2 separate regions of the Mus musculus genome follow, and region 2 is linked to region 1. A link is a contact called in public Hi-C data. All regions are on one chromosome and are shown on one strand. The core of a region is the stretch at or near the end of the contact, and the rest is flanking DNA. Distances in the headings are between cores, read along the strand shown.

What was found. Hi-C and Micro-C count contacts between places; a contact is called where the count stands out from the background.
Region 2: a contact with region 1 is called in a Hi-C map of embryonic stem cells, with 2.7 times the contacts expected there. The contact joins two enhancer-like sites. A contact is called at or near these places in 1 of 484 Hi-C or Micro-C datasets (embryonic stem cells) and 2 of 9 other capture datasets (adipose tissue and liver).

Annotation. Positions count from the first base shown.
Region 1 is chr17:31,423,523-31,426,626 of GRCm38.p6, forward strand. All of the region lies in intron 4 of Pde9a (phosphodiesterase 9A), which reads left to right. Among named protein-coding and RNA genes, the nearest start is that of Gm9902, 10 kb to the right of the region's middle. Within about 2 kb of position 1,424, at least 48 of the 459 cell types and tissues checked have an H3K27ac peak or open chromatin away from gene starts, as enhancers often do. A contact at or near this core is called in embryonic stem cells, where this site is marked.
Region 2 is chr17:31,579,395-31,582,678 of GRCm38.p6, forward strand. The region is part of intron 1 of Pknox1 (Pbx/knotted 1 homeobox); the gene reads left to right. Among named protein-coding and RNA genes, the nearest start is that of Pknox1, 16 kb to the left of the region's middle. Within about 2 kb of position 1,272, at least 28 of the 459 cell types and tissues checked have an H3K27ac peak or open chromatin away from gene starts, as enhancers often do. A contact at or near this core is called in embryonic stem cells, where this site is marked.

The DNA.
Region 1 (3,104 bases), core at 174-2,673:
GGGAAGACTGACTTCTGTCTGCAGATGTGACAACCTCTGTGAATGTGGAAGTCTGTGTTTGCCTTGCTGCTCAGGAGGCTGGAAAGGAGACAGCCTGAGCCTGAGATTTCAAGATAAGGCTGGGTACACAGACCTTCCAAAACTTAAGAAAGGGAGGCAGCAGAAGGGAGTGTGTGTGTATGTGTGTGTGTGTGGGTGGGGGGGTCTTTTTCCCTAGCACTGGGAGACAGTCCCTGCTTCTAGATTGCTTCTCCTTTTATGAGGGAAATAAAGTCACAAGCTGTGACAGAAGCCATCGGACAGGCTTTTTTATGTCAATGGTGTCCGTAGTCCATCATTTTTATTTTAAGTAGCTCAAATTAAGGCGTTTCTCAATGGCAATATATACCATTGTGGTTGACAGCCCACTGCAGCATGCCTGCCTGCGAGAGACAAAGATGTCTGAATACTAGCCACAGTCCTGAGCCCTCAGACCCATATAGGACCAAAGTGTGATCCTATGAAAGACGCAAGCTTACCCTGGTCTGAGCTGCCCTCAGGCAAAGCAGAGGCTGCCACGCTGCACAGTAGCCACAGGGAAACAGACCCCTGTTTCACTTCTTGCCCAAAGCAAGATGCAAAGCAAAATGTGTGGAGATAATGGGACCTGTAGTGTCCCTGTGGTCCCTGGAAGAGCTGGGTGCCCGTGGTTTTCTCAAGACACAGCGGCTGTTGACTACTGAGTCACACTCAACCTGGGGACAGGCATCTTCAGTTTCTGAACCCTGCAGAGAGCTTGCAGGTTCTGTATGCCCACCATTCCCCCAGCCTTCCCCTAGAGTCTAGGTCAGGCCTGTGCAGCCACACTCTGCCAGTTTGGTATCCATCTGGTTGAGGCAGGTCCTGTGTAGTCCTTTACATCAGCATATGCCATCAGCACCACTGGGTAAGGCTAGGATGCTCTGCATCTAGGCTACAGTGCAGGGGAGGTCCAGGGCCTTGTTTACAGCAGCTTCCTTGGCACCACTGCTGTTTCCAAAAGACAGAGGGCAGGGTACAAGTGGCAAGTGGCCAGTGATATACAGTGCTCAGAATTCCTGCTGGGGACAGGCACACCGCCTCCCCCTTCCTTGTGGAGATAGAGGCAGCCTTTGCTGGAGATCTAGGAAAGACCAGGTCAAAGGAGCCGTGTGTCCTTGAGGATGAAACTGCACCCTGCGCATGCTCCCACACGCTGTGTGCCTAGTGTCTCAGTGACTAAAACAGAGGCATCCGAGGCCAGAAGGTACCCCTGAGAGGGCTTCAGGGATGTCTATAGTGCCACCACGGAACTCCAGGCCCTGCCACACAGAGCATTCCATTCCGCCAGGTCCGCTTGGACTAGAGAAAGCAGCTCTGTCAGCCTGGCGTGCATGCTTATCTTAGAAGACAGAGGATGAGGTCCACCCCTCGGGGAATTTGCATTCAGCTTCCCTGTTTGCTCAGACATCATTTGCATGCTGCTACACCCAAGGTTCAGCCCGCGGTGGAACAGGTTGTCATTGTGTATCTATCCTGTTTATCCTTAAATGTTTCCATCACCCATGGAAGCCCGCACCTGAGTCTTCCTTTCCTACCCCTCCCCTCCCCTCCCAGGCTTTGGCAGCCTCTAGCCTGCATAGTCTATTAGGTCTGCCTAGTCCCCATGTTTCAGATATGCCACTGTGGCATTTGGGGTTACATCTTGGGGGCCACACAATCTGTGTGGTACAAAGTTGCTATACCATTCAATCTAGGGGTAACTGATGGTGCCTCATATGGGTGGGCCACATTTTGACCCCCATTTATCAGGGGACACACCTGAGGCTTGTAGCTATTGTTTGCAATACCGCTCTGAATTTTCCTGTGTATTTTTGGGTGGATGTTACATTCATCAACATTGTTACTGTTTCAAGATACACGGGGAGTTGAATAAGCCCATCATTCTTTATAGACACCTAACAGACATGAGGGGAAGGGACTGAAGGTTCCCAGCAAAGCATAGGACTCCAGCCTCGCCTGGCCTTAACGTCTCCATGTCTCAGTGGGCAGTTCTGAAACCCACCAACCACATCCTTCTCCATCCTTGTGTCCCCTCTGCCTGAGGACTTCCTCTGATCAGGGAAGACCCGGAGTACTGGATGGCCAGTGCTCCAGACATCTTTTCCGAGAGGACAGTCTCCTGATATCACCAATGCAGGAGCCCAAAGGGACCCCAGAGTACCAATCTCCATACTTCCACAATGGTCACTTCCTCATGCACGTGTCTCTGTTTCCCCTCCTTTGGAAGACTTTCTGCATAACCTCCCTAAATGATCTGCAGATCCCTTTTGTGGGAGCCCAGTCTTAGAGCTTTGAACTTGAAAATAGGAATCCAAGAATAAAGGGCCCATCTGAAGCTGCATTCATCCGCCAGCTGCGTGAAGTGGCCTTAGGAAAACTATCTCGCCCCATGTTCTTCCATTTCCTGTGCAGAATAGGAATTAAAATAGACACCTCCGCAGGGCTCTTTAGAGGGTAAGTGATGTAATTTATGCAGAATGCCTATTGAGGGCTGGCCACTTAGCAATGCTCAGCAAACGGTAGCTATCATTTAAAGTAACCTCCCAGGCAAACCACTGGGCAAAAGCTTGTCTCAACAAAACTGCAGGATTTCAGTGGAGCAGGGACGAGATCCCTCAGGGCCAAACCTGGAGTGTGGACTCTGGTTTTGCTCGGAAGCCAAGTTCCTGCTCTGAATTTGGACGCAGATGTGTTACTTGTGAGCAACAATAATGTTTCTTAATAATATTTTCTATATTTAGTGCCATTTCAGCCCAAAGCACGAAGGCTTTTAGGCTTCATAGACACATCCTTAATCATCCTTGCCTGCACTACTTTCTAAAAACAAAGAGGATGCAGCATATAAAATGCAACATATAACTGTTCCTGGAGTTGCTTGCTCATGATTCTCCTCCAGGGCGGGCGAGCCAGCCAGGGCGTCAAGCAGTCCACAGCCAGAAATGTGGGTGGCAAGCAGGGGTGGTCCTGACTGCAGGCTTCCTTTTGGCTAAGAACAGCTCTGGCATTGAATACTACTAGTGCTTCAGGGCCATGCATGGTCCAGC
Region 2 (3,284 bases), core at 22-2,521, 160 kb after region 1:
GCAGAGCTGAACTCTGTGTGTGGGTTGTGAGAGTCATTCAGCCAGCTTAGGATGCCTGTCCCTTCCGCTGTCAACTGAACGTTCCCTCTGTCCCTACAGTTTTTGGGAAGTACATAGTATGTGTGAGTGTATGCATGGGTTCAGATCGGAGACCTGTCTCTGGGTCACTCTGATCTCCCGGATCCCAGTACCCCAGGATGAAGTGATAAAAGACAGATGTTGTCCCAGGAGACGAGCTACGGGATTATGAGGCTAGGAGTGTGTGTAGGTACTGAATACTGGCCCAGTGTACCCGCCGAGGGGAGTGCGACACAGTAATGTGTCACTGAGTACAACCATAAGCACACATGCTGTGCTCTGGGACTGCAGTGAGCAAGTCATGGTGGCACACACCTTTGGGAGGTTCCCCAATACCCTGTTCTGGAGAGACTACATCTCTGGGTTGTTACACTGTCTCGGCTTCCCTTGTGTGTCCATTGGCCATCGTCTTTTAGCCAGGTCTTTGCCCAGAAGCCTCCTCAGTGAGACTTGAAGATGTTTATATGGAAAACTGTCTCTCAGCAATGGCACCTTCGCCATGTGCCACATGGAAAGTGTCCAGCAAGAGCTGTCGGGAAGTAGGACAGGACCAGCCATTTGTGTGACATAGTCACTCCTAGACTGCTGATTTTAATGAAGAACTGTCAATATAGTGTTGGATTCGAGGTCTGGCTACCCTGGAAGATACAGCGCCATTCACAGCAGAGTCCCTCTCCATCCAGCATGGCCAAAAGGGGGTTATCTACTCAAGAGAGTGCCAAGGCTCTTTGACTGTTTTTGGAAAGCAGGTTGTTTAAAATATTTTTATAAGAGGTTGGGTATGGTGGCACACACCTTTAATCCCAGCACCCAGGAGTCAGAGGCTGGCAGATCTCTGTGAGTTCCAGTGGTGTGAATGATGCAGCTCATAGCTAGCCATTCACACAGAATGGAAGAGAGGGTGGGCAGAGCATCTAGGGAGGGGTAGGACCTGTGCAGGGAGAGAATGGAGACAAGGGGATGAGTTTGAGGGTGTGTACTCTTGGAGACAGGGAAGGAAGATGGGGGTGGGCTGATGTCTGGGGATGGGCTTGGGTAGAGGCGATAGTCACATGACCAGATTTGCATTTTAGAAAGCCTGGAGAATGGTTTGGAGCAAGGCCAGATTTAGGCTCTGGCAGGCAGGTGGCAGCTTCAGAGATGGAAATCAGAGGGAACTGTGCTATGCTGGATCTGAGGGTGGAAGTTCAGGCGGAGGCAAAACTGAAGAGAAGCCAGACTGTAGCCACAGCCAAGGGCAGTAAGAGAAGCTCTGGAGCAAGCTGTAGGCGTGTGGGTCTCTGTTTGAAGAACGGGGTCCTGGGTGAGGTGGAACACACAGATTTTAACAGACGTAACAGCGTTTTAGAGATTTAAGTTGGAGACCAAGCATAAAACGGCACATGACTTTAATCACTTTAAGTCCTTGGGAGGCAAAGACAGGTGAATCTCTGTGAGTTTGAAGCCAGCCTGGTTTACATAGAGAGACCTTGTCACCAAAGGAAAAGACAAGACAAGCGTATTTACCCTGGGTGCTTCAGTGCACTCACCCGTCTTGTGAGTGGCTGTCTGTAACGCTGCTTCTTTAAAGTGTTTCTTCCCCCTCCTAGTACAGACAGCTCCTCGGAACATGGTGCTATGGTAGGGGCCATGGGTCTTTTTCTGCTCCCCACCCCCCTTTCCTTCTGCTCACCAGCTGCTGACTCAGTCCTCCCCTTTCTGATTCTGAGGGACTTCTTAACATGGTTGGCACTCCCCCACCTTGGGCCCCTCTCTTTTATTGTAAGCAGTTCTATTCTGCTTCTCTTGTCAGACTGTGCCCTCTTATCCTCTGACCTCCAGGCCATCCCCTCCCTCGCATACTGTCTTCTGCCTTCCTTTTGGTCTCTTCAGTCTCTTGGCTTCATATTGTGTGTATATGTGCATTGCCTTACTAGGCCCGCTGTGCCAAATGACCACAAACTGGGTCTACTACGCAGTACAATGCTCACCTAGCCTGAGTGAGGCTCTGGACTTAATCCCTACTACCCACCCCACCTCTAAAGTGGATTCTCTCATGGTTCTAGAAATCTGTGGTCAAGGTGCAGACAGGGCTACACTCCCTCTGCCGGCTCTGGGGGCCTGTCCTTTTCCTCTTCCAGCTTCTGGTGACCCAAACAGTGCTCAGGCTTCCTGGGCTTAAAGTTGTATTTATTACTCCAGTGTGTACCGCTATCTTGCCATCGTGTGTCTCAAATCTCCTCTCATCTAGACAACCAGTTACTCCATCCTAAGTCCAGAGGTGTTTCATCTCAAGACCCTTAGTGTCCTTCCATCTGTAAGACCCTGTTTCTAAATCTGGTCCATGCTTAGGTGCTGGGTGTTAGAGTGGGACGTGTCTTGTGGAGGACTCAGCTCATCTCCATGTGTACCCTCTGTGCCCTGATGGTGACCAAGTGATTCCAGTCCCGGCTCCTCTGCTCAGTTTCCGGAAAGGTATCTTGAGACTCGTCTGCAGCCTGAGATGTCCTGCCTTGTTTCCCTTCCAAGCCATGGAGCTGTTCTTAGATGTTTGCTCGTCTCGGGACCCGTGCACGGCTCTGTTCTTCCAGGTGCTCAGGTGGGAAGCTTGGACCCACCCCTGCTCCCTTAGTACACCTGCAGGTTCCTGGCTCTCCTTCTCTGACTCTTGTGCCTACAGCGCCCCATCTTGGTTCCTGTACCCCTCAGCCATTCAGTCTGGTCTGTCTGTGTGGTCAGAGCATGAGTCACCCGCTGCTCACTCCTGCTGTTGGTGTCTACCCATGGACTTGCTGTCCTCGCTGTAGCCACAAGCTCACCTGATCAGACACATCCCTACCGTCTTCTCCACCCTTTTCAGCCATTTTGCCTCCTGGCTTCTTTCTGCACAGGGTGGTAGGTGACCTGCTACCACTTCACTAGTCAGACCTCTCCTCTAAGGTGCCTACTGCTCCATCACCATCCTCTGTCCCAACCTGGATCCCGTACCTCATCACTCCTGACATTGACTTGCCAGGGTTTGTCAGTGATTTGTGTCTGTGCCATCTGTCCTCAGCATCCAGTGAATTTCCATATTAGTCCCTTCCCCTTGTGCTAGCTCCTGGGCCTGTGAAAAGCTCTGGTACCTGGGGACAGCCTCAGAGCGAGGCTGCTGAGATGTGTCTAGCTCACGTTTGGTCAGCTGTGTGCCCTTGGCCCCGTTATTCTGACTGCTCAGATATAAAGTG